Linked DNA regions of Sus scrofa: regions 1 and 2 are each linked to region 3. The links are chromatin contacts, called in public HiChIP or PLAC-seq maps. All regions are on one chromosome and are shown on one strand. The core of a region is the stretch at or near the end of the contact, and the rest is flanking DNA. Distances in the headings are between cores, read along the strand shown.

Evidence for each region. HiChIP or PLAC-seq counts read pairs in DNA pulled down with a chosen protein or histone mark.
Region 1: an H3K27ac HiChIP or PLAC-seq map of alveolar macrophages shows a contact between it and region 3. The contact joins two enhancer-like sites. A contact is called at or near these places in 2 of 2 datasets of contacts at active chromatin or transcription factors (alveolar macrophages and skeletal muscle).
Region 2: an H3K27ac HiChIP or PLAC-seq map of alveolar macrophages shows a contact between it and region 3. The contact joins two enhancer-like sites. A contact is called at or near these places in 1 of 5 promoter capture datasets (liver), 1 of 47 Hi-C or Micro-C datasets (heart right ventricle) and 1 of 2 datasets of contacts at active chromatin or transcription factors (alveolar macrophages).

Annotation. Positions count from the first base shown.
Region 1 is chr5:32,718,808-32,721,904 of Sscrofa11.1, reverse strand. The region is part of intron 2 of LOC102164628 (a long non-coding RNA gene); the gene reads right to left. Among named protein-coding and RNA genes, the nearest start is that of MDM1, 47 kb to the right of the region's middle. Within about 2 kb of position 1,269, at least 2 of the 83 cell types and tissues checked have an H3K27ac peak or open chromatin away from gene starts, as enhancers often do. A contact at or near this core is called in alveolar macrophages, where this site is marked.
Region 2 is chr5:32,742,944-32,745,865 of Sscrofa11.1, reverse strand. No RefSeq gene overlaps it. Among named protein-coding and RNA genes, the nearest start is that of MDM1, 71 kb to the right of the region's middle. Within about 2 kb of position 1,390, at least 30 of the 83 cell types and tissues checked have an H3K27ac peak or open chromatin away from gene starts, as enhancers often do. A contact at or near this core is called in alveolar macrophages, where this site is marked.
Region 3 is chr5:32,970,258-32,973,051 of Sscrofa11.1, reverse strand. No RefSeq gene overlaps it. Among named protein-coding and RNA genes, the nearest start is that of NUP107, 18 kb to the left of the region's middle. Within about 2 kb of position 1,366, at least 6 of the 83 cell types and tissues checked have an H3K27ac peak or open chromatin away from gene starts, as enhancers often do. A contact at or near this core is called in alveolar macrophages, where this site is marked.

The sequences.
Region 1 (3,097 bases), core at 20-2,519, 250 kb after region 3:
TGTGTTTATTTACTCAATGTCCACATCCTTAAACTGTTGGCACATTCACAGCTGGGTGGAGCAGCACATGTGTCACTATGTGATGCTACGGGGCGGGATGGGTGTGGAGGCTGGGTTGGGGCTGCAGAGGGGTCCTTGCAAAAAAGAAGTTATGTAAGTGATATCATATGCAAAACAGCCTCTGGGGTTTAAAAATAACTGGGCAGGGAGTGTCAGCCTTTCTTGGATCTGACTTCCTGACTTACTATCCTTAAGGGTCAGACCTATATTCCTGGGTGGGCTGAGAGTCTGTTTAAGTGCACTTGGTTTCTAATGGCAACCGTACATAATAACTTAAAGAGCCTGGGAATGTTTTTCGTCTCAAGGCAGTAAGGTGCTGCCTGTAAAAGCCGACCTAACATCTCAATGAGAAGCCAAAACAGGACAGATGTTTCATGCAGCACCTCAAATATGGTTGTTTCCAGCATGGTTTCTTTCAATGAACAGAAACAGAAAAACAGAGAGGAGATGACTGCTTTTGCACAGCAGCACCAAGGCAGATTTTAAAAAACACTAATTTCCCATCCTCTCCTTCTCCCTACCCATCTTTTTTAGAAAACTGAATTACTGATGTTTGAGACAATGCTTTGTCTTCACATTACTTTATATTTTTATTTTTGTAACTTGTGAAAAATAAGTTACCTCTGTATATCTACCCTGATGTTAGAGATTCCTTAGGGGCTACTGTCATAATTTAATTGGCACTGAGCTCCCATGTAGCACCTGAGAAAATAAATATACAGGGTACAGTCATGAAAGACCACGGGAGCAGCAGAGTAGGGGTGAAATATTTAAAAGTTCAGAAAGCAACACTGATGCATATTAGATCTGCCACCTGCCTTTGGTAGCCCTGAGCACCCTTGCCTGTCAAGTATCTCTTGAGATCCTCATGTCATTAGGGAGAGGCAGGTATTTCTGCTCTCTGACAGGGTGTGCTCTGAATCTCACTTGGTGGTGTCCTCTAGATTAGAATGCTTAGCTTAAGTCCCCAAGCTCCCAAGGCCTTCTCCTAACCTCTCCTTGGGTTTCTCAGACACCTGCAGCTTTCCTCCCATTTCTCCCACTTCTTATTATTAGCAGATAGAGCCTACCAATTCCTCACTAGTGCTGCTGACTCTTCCTGATGTCTTACATGCCATCAGAAACCGGAACACAATCTCTCATCTACATGAATGAGGACTTTCAGAAGAATGACCTATTCAGGCTGACTCCTTCTAGAGGCCTGAGTTCTTTCATTCACTGAAACAGTAGTTCTCAAAGCATGAGTCATCTCTCAAAATACAGATTCCCACTGTATGAGGCTCTTTCCTGTGGGATAAGGAATCTGCATAGGTAACCAGCTCCTTACTTAGGCAGCTGATTCCATCTCACGATAAAGGTGTAGAGAGCTAGTTACTTTCATCCCTATACACATGCTTACAATTTCTTCTTAAGGATGAGAATACCTTTTCACTCTCACTGTTTGGAAACCTCAGGAGAAGTCTGCCAATTTCAACAACTGGGACACACCCGACCCTTCAACTTGTCTCAAAACAACTGCATTTGTGCTTGGTGGGGAAACTCGAGGCTGAGAACTCCACCTGACCTTTCATCCTTGGCCTTGGCCAGCCTTCCCATACCCCTTTGAGGAGCTCCTGCCCCACGTCATCTTTGTCCTGCACTTTAGTCTTCTCATTGCTCTGTGCCTCCTCTTTTACCACCTCTGTCTTTCTGTACCACACACTCAGCCCCGTTCCCTCGCCCTCTGGAAGTCTTCAGGGTAAATCCCCTTCCGTCAGTTCCTGTAGCCATTTGGCCTCAGCTGTACTCTGGCTCTCCCTAGGGATGCTCTTTTCTCCTTAGTCTTCCCAAGTGGCAGTGCCCTTCTTCCTACATGGGGTAGAGTTGACAAACTTTGTAAAGGATTGACAAACTTTGTAAAGCACCAGATAGCAGGACATACAGTCTAACTACTTGAGTGTGCCAGCCACTGTAGCACAAAAGCAATCACGGGTAGTAAGTAATAAAAAATGTGTTACAATCAAACTTTGTTTATGGACATTGAAATATGAATTTCATATAATTTTCACATGTCAAAAAGTAGTATTCTTGTTCTGAGAATTTTTTCAACCATTTAAAATGTAAAGTCATTCTTAGCTCATGGGCTGTGCCAAAATGGGGTGGGCTGGGTTTGGCCTATAGTCTATTATTCATTGACTAAACCAGTGCTTCTCAAATTTTAATGTACATATATATATCACTAGGGATCTTGTTAAAATGCAGACTTTGATTCAGTAGATCTCGAGTGGAAGCTGACATGGAACCTGAGATCTGCATTTCTAATATACCATAGAGGTTAGGACTGGCTGGGTATCAGGCCCGGGTAGGTCATTATCCCCTTTTGGAAAACATTCTGACAATACATAACACATGCCAGCAGGGACTTGGAGAAAAGAGTGTCAAAAAATCCTTGGCCACTTTTGCTGGAGTCACAGCAAAACTGGGGAGCTCTCGTGCTAAGCCAAGGAACCCCAGCCTCTGTGGCTTTTCCCTGAGGAATATAATAGACTGGATGAGAATTCTCTACTACTTGGGACCAACCAAAGGAAAATGGCCTTTGTAAGTAGTACCCTGGGAACCTACTTGGCTCAGCAATTACCTATAAGTGTCTGTTATAGGAGGGACTTTGTGTGGTGCTGCTGGGGTTACTGTGATGAAGTCTAACATCTGTCATGGAGAGTTTAACATGTGGTAGAGGAAATGGGCATACAAATCATTGCACCATAGGGTGACGGGAGGCAGACAGTCTTGTAGAACTTTATAGGAGTTAGAAAAAAATTATAAGGAGTTTGATCTGGGGTGGGAGCTCCAGGCGTGCTTCCTGGAGAAGGCGGCACTTGAGTTGGCCATTGAGACTAATGTTTCTGTCTCTTGGTGCTCCCTTTAGGATCTCTGGCTTGTTGGGGTGGGGAGGGAACTGAAGTCTATTTGTATAAATAAGCAGTTTTAATCAATGGCTTTGGAACTGATGGCAGGTTCCTGAACTGACCTCTTAGTGCTGAGTAGGGCCCCAAAGCTG
Region 2 (2,922 bases), core at 141-2,640, 230 kb after region 3:
GTGTGTGTGTGTGTGTGTGTGTGTGTGTGTGACAAACCCTTCTGTTTGCTCATCCAAAGGCCATTCCCCACCTTGTTTCTAGCTAAGAGAACCCTGATTTTCAGGTATCAGTTGCTCAGTATGCTTCAGAGGAGTCATCATAACCCTACATTTGTCAATCTTTGGTTGAAATATGGGCACACGACACAATCAGGCCAAGCAGATGGGAGTGGGGAGATCTTCTGTAAGGTTTCTTTTCTCTTCAGTAAAGATATTTTGGGAGTTTCCATTGCGGCACAGTGGAAATGAATCTGACTAGTATCCATGAGAATGCAGGTTTGATCCCTGGCCTCGCTCAGTGCGTTAAGGATCCTGCATTGCCGTGAGCTGTGGTGTAGGTCGCAGACAAGGCTTGGATCCCATGTTGCTGTGGCTGTGGCTGTGGAATAGGCCATCAGCTGTAGCTCTGAGTCGACCTTTAGCCTGGGAATCTCCATATGCTGTGGGTATGGCCCTAAAAAGCAAAAAAAAGAAAGAAAGAAAGAAAAGATATTTTGCTGAATTAGACCATTTTTGTCTCTAGATTTTTTTTTTTTTTTTGGTCTTTTTTGCCATTTCTTGGGCTGCTCCAGCGGCATATGGAGGTTCCCAGGCTAGGGGTCCAATTAGAGCTGTAGTCGCCAGCCTATGATCGGAGCCACGTCTGCAACCTACACCACAGCTCATGGCAACGCGGGATCCTTAACCCACTGAGTGAGGCCAGGGATCGAACCCGCAACCTCATGGTTCCTAGTTGGATTCGTTAACCACTGAGCTACGATGGGAACTCCTGTCTCTAGATATTATTGTGTGAGGATATGATGCAATGTTAACCTGCATTAATTCACTCTCCAAAAACAAATGGCCCTGATTTGTGGCATTTGCCTATTTTCATTTCCGTGGTATAAATTCTCTCACAATGGCTTATTTTAAGCTACCAAGAGCTCAACAACTGGCTGGCAAATTTAGCAAGTGGCTCTGAGGAGCCTGAGGTTGCTGATTCCAGCCCACCACTGACTGCTCAGAGCTACAATGCCCATCTTGTGAAAAGAGCATGCAACATGGTGGGGATGGCTGAGCAGAAGAGAGATTCTGGGTCCTTAAGCCATGACACCTTGAGCCATGGAATTAGCCAGGCCTGGAATCTTCCCATCTTGGGACTTCTTGTTACATAAGTTAATAAATGTGCTTATTGTACAAAGCAGGTTAAGTTGGTGTTTGTCTGTGGTAAATCTGGGCTTGTCCTGGCTGGTACAGATGTCCATGGGGTCCCATCTAGTGGAGGGAGGGGAGCACAGCAGGGACAATAGTGAGCACTAGATCGTGGAAACACTTGTCCAGTCAGTAGTTAGGTAGAGGCGAGTAGTAGAGGGTCATGGGGAGGGCTGTCCGGGTTGAAACATGATGCTGGCTGGTTGCTGAGAGGAACAGGATGGTGGCTAGGGGCCAGCTTCTGTCAGTGTCCTTGCCAAAGAGGCTGAAGTTCAGGGCAATGCTCCAGGGAGAACAAGCATTGGAATGGGAGTCAGGAAGCCAGGCAGAAGCCCAGGCCTGGGAAGGGCTGCCCTGCCAGGTGCTTCACAGCATTGCGCTGTAAAGTGGCAAGAAAAGGGAAGCTTGGAGGAAGGGAAAAGCATAGAGAGAGACAGAAGTACAATTCCAGAGTTCTAGACTACTCATTCATCAATGGGGTGGGGAAATGTCCTGCAAGGCAGTCAGAATTCACTCAAATGCTGACCAGCTAGGATGGAAGGTTAAGGGTTTTCAGTAACTGCCATGGATCAGGCTGAGAAAGCAGAAGGAACCAGAATTTTCTCCAAAGCTGCCTCAGCACATGTGCTTGGTGATATTAAAGAAATGCAACTTACATTCCTTCCTAGGCCTTTGAAAGGGGCATCACTCCTCCCTCTGCCCCACCCCTATTGTTACAGTCTCTGGGGTCCTGAAATTCACTGCTGAGACTGATGTTTGGCCTTCCTCCCTTGCGTGGGGAAATCCGTTTGCCTGCCTGTGACAGCAATTTCATTGCTCTTATGAAATTCCCCTCACTTACAATGCAATGTCTCCTGTTACTCATTTACTCCTTTTCTTTATTTTCTTTCCTTGTCCATCTGATAACCTATCCACAGGCCCATTCTTCCTCAGCCTAGTCTCATTCATTGAATATCTACTTAGGAAAGTCTTTTATAATTGAATTGTATGGAGGAAGTAAGTTCAGAAAGAATGAAAGCTGATGTGTCAACATTGTTCTCTGGGGATTTTCAGAACATTACTTTCCTCTCTGATTTAGCTGGGAGGCCAAAGGGCAGAAAATTTGGCTTCCTTTGCAAAACTCTGCTACTGCTGGAAGTCATGGTTAGTAATCTTAATTTTACTCAATGAGGTGAGTTCTCTGACAATATCATTAGTAGGGAGTAATTAAGGATGGAATCAAACAGGAGAAGAAACCTTCGAGGGTGAAGTTCTCTCAAGTTCATACTCCTTTCCTACATGTGTAGTGAAGTCTGGCTTGTTTAAAGAGCTCCTCCTCCCAATTAAATGAGATGCTTCAGAGTGAATAAAGGAATGCTCTTCTGCAGTGGAAAAGCCCATCATAAACAAAGTCAAAAGACAATTATAAGAGGGGGAAATATTTGGAACTCATTTCATAGACAATGACTAATTTTCTTTATATGTAAAAAGCTCCTACAAATCAATAAAAAAGACTAATAGCCAAAGCAAAAAATGTGCAAACATAGTCCATAAAATAGGGGATACAAATCTGGATACAAATCTTCCTTAGATTAAAAGAGAGACAGCTGCATAATAAGAGAAGTAGAAATCAAATTTATACAGATACTCATTTTTCATGTATTAGATTAGTACTTCTTGCAGGGAACCAGGTAACTGACAGAGCAGGGGTTA
Region 3 (2,794 bases), core at 117-2,616:
ATTTCATTTTCTAGTGTTTATAATGAATGTTTCATTCTATTGATTAAAGGTATCTATTAGCACTAGGAGGGGACACTAATATTCCCGATTTCATAGCATTGTTTTGAAGGCTAAATAAGACAAATATCTGTAAATTGCATAGAGCAGTGGCTGGCACATAGTAGTGGGTCCAAGAAATAACTGATATTGTTATTATTTTCCAACTATTAGAGCTTGAGTTCTTCAATCTAAAGTCTTTCATAGAAACATGAAGAACAAGAATTCACCTGAGTTCCCACTGCAGCACAATGGGATTGGTGGTATCTCTGCAGCACCAGGATGCGGGTTCTATTGTCAGCCCATCACAGTGGGTTAAAAGATCTGGCATTGCCACAGCTGTGGCATAGGTCACAACTGCGGATTGGATCTGATCCCTGGCCCAAGAACTCTATATGCCATGGGGCAGACAAAAAAGAAAAAAAAAAGAGTTCAGCTATCGTTTGCTACTTTGTCTTTTTCTGTCATCATTCTCTATTTTAGCTAGTTTTGTGGAATCTGGGTGACAGCTTTTGTAAGCTTTTGTCATTCTCTTACCTTGACAGGATGATGGAAAAGGAAAGCAGAGAAATGGTCTATATATGGGGATGATTCCATAGATTATTATGTAATAATAACAGAGTAATAAATAAAAACATAAACTGTTACATAATAATTATTAATCTGTTATTATTTCATAACAATCTAAGCAATCATTACTATTCCTCAAATTATCGTCCTTTGGAAAAGAGAAGTTACAGGCAAACTAGGTTTAGGCTAAGAGTTCCTGTCGTGGCACAGCAGAAACAAATCCGACTAGGAACCATGAGGCTGTGGGTTCGATCCCTGGCCTCACTCAGTGGGTTAAGGATCCGGCGTTGCCGTGAGCTGTGGTGTAGGTCACAGACACAGCTCAGATCTGGCGTTGCTGTGGCTCTGGTGTAGGCCGGCAGCTGTAGCTCTGATTTGACCCCTACCTGGGAATATCCATATGCTGTGGGTGCAGTCCTGAAAAAGATTTTAAGACAAACAAACAAACTAGGTTTAGGCTAGATATTGAATGTATTTTGGTTTAATTAATGTGGTGTTTCTGAGTTTATTGTGTGCAGGTCAAGGAGATCTGTCACAAAATCTTTTGCTTCCTAGAATGTTACCTTTCTTCCTTAAAGTGAGATAAAGCAGTTGAGCCAATTGTGACAAAGTTTACTGCTCCTCTCTGAGTTTCACAAGTAACTGAGCCAAGAAAAAAGTCCTTCCTTATGATGTAATAGTCTGGGGAGAGGAGGCTCTCTTCTGACAGACAGCAGTGGGTGGGGGGTGGCACTGTAAATTGTCTTCACTCTCCAGGGCTGCCACGGTTTGACATTTCACTTCCATCCTCTTTGGATGATGTCCTGAGACCTGTCGTCTTTACCCTCCCTGAACAAGAACCTTGGCAGGAGGCCTAGGGGAACATAATCATTAATTCTGTATCTGGCACTAGCCACATCCTGCCAAGGGGAGAATGCCCTGACCAGATGAGTATCTTGTATTGGTTCAGAGTGGAAGAATGAAGGGAGAGGTGGAGGGTGCCACTTCCTTCTTCAGTGCCATCTTCTATGACAGCATTGGTAGAATGAAACCAGTGGCCTGGTGGTGACTAATAACATTCTCTTTGTGAACAATTAAGAGCTAGCTGTTAGGGAGTTCCTGTCATGATGCATCGGAAACAAATCCAACTAGGAACCATGAGGTTGCGGGTTCGATCTCTCTGGCTTCCCTCAGTGGGTTAAGGATCTGTCATTGCCTTGAGCTGTGGTGTAGGTCACAGATGCAGCTTGGATCTGGCATTGCTGTGGCTGTGGCTGTGGCCAGCAGCAACAGCTCTGATTAGAGCCCTAGCCTGGGAACCTCCATATGCCTTGAGGTGGCCCTAAAAGGACCAAAAAAAACCAAAAAAACAAAAAAAAAACCAAAAACCAAAAAAAAAACAAAAAAAAAATCTAGCTGTTATTGTGAGAAAAACAATGTATATATATATATGTCTGTGTGTGACTGGGTCACTTTGCTGTATAGCAGAAAACTGACAGAACACTGTAAACCAAATATAATGGAAAAAATAAAAATCACTAAAAAAACAAAAAACAAAAAACCACCTAGCTATTGGTGTTTGCTACACAGTAATTACCAGCTGGTCCAGGTTCTGCAAAGGGTCCAAGATGTATTTTGGGAATCATTATTATCTTTTATTTTTTTAATTTTTAAAATCTTTATTTTTTTTTTTTGCTTTTAAGGGCCACATCTGTGGCTTAGGGAGGTTCCCAGACTAGGGGTCAAATCGAAGCTGCAGCTGCCGGCCTACACCACAGCCACAGTGACACAGGATCTGAGCTGCATCTGCGACCTACACCACAGCTCAGGGCAACGCCGGATCCTTACCCACTGAGCGAGGCCGGGGATGGAACCTGCAAACTCATGGTTCCTAGTTGGATTTGTTTCTGCTGAGCCATGATGGGAACACATTATTGTCTTTTAGTCCAACAAAATAGACTCTATGTCTCCAGTCAAAATCTTATACAACCCAATCATGCTTTAGTGAAGTCAGAAAATTCAAAGGAATGAATGAATGAATGAAGTGAGAACTTTTCTTAGAATAGTTCTGGTAGAGAATGACTGAATCAGCTTGTGGGAACTTTAAGCTGTTATCTTTAAACATGTAAACCACACAGATGGTTACTGTCTCCTTATGCTGCTACTTTAAACAGTTAACGGAAATAATTAACAGATAAGGCCTATCTGG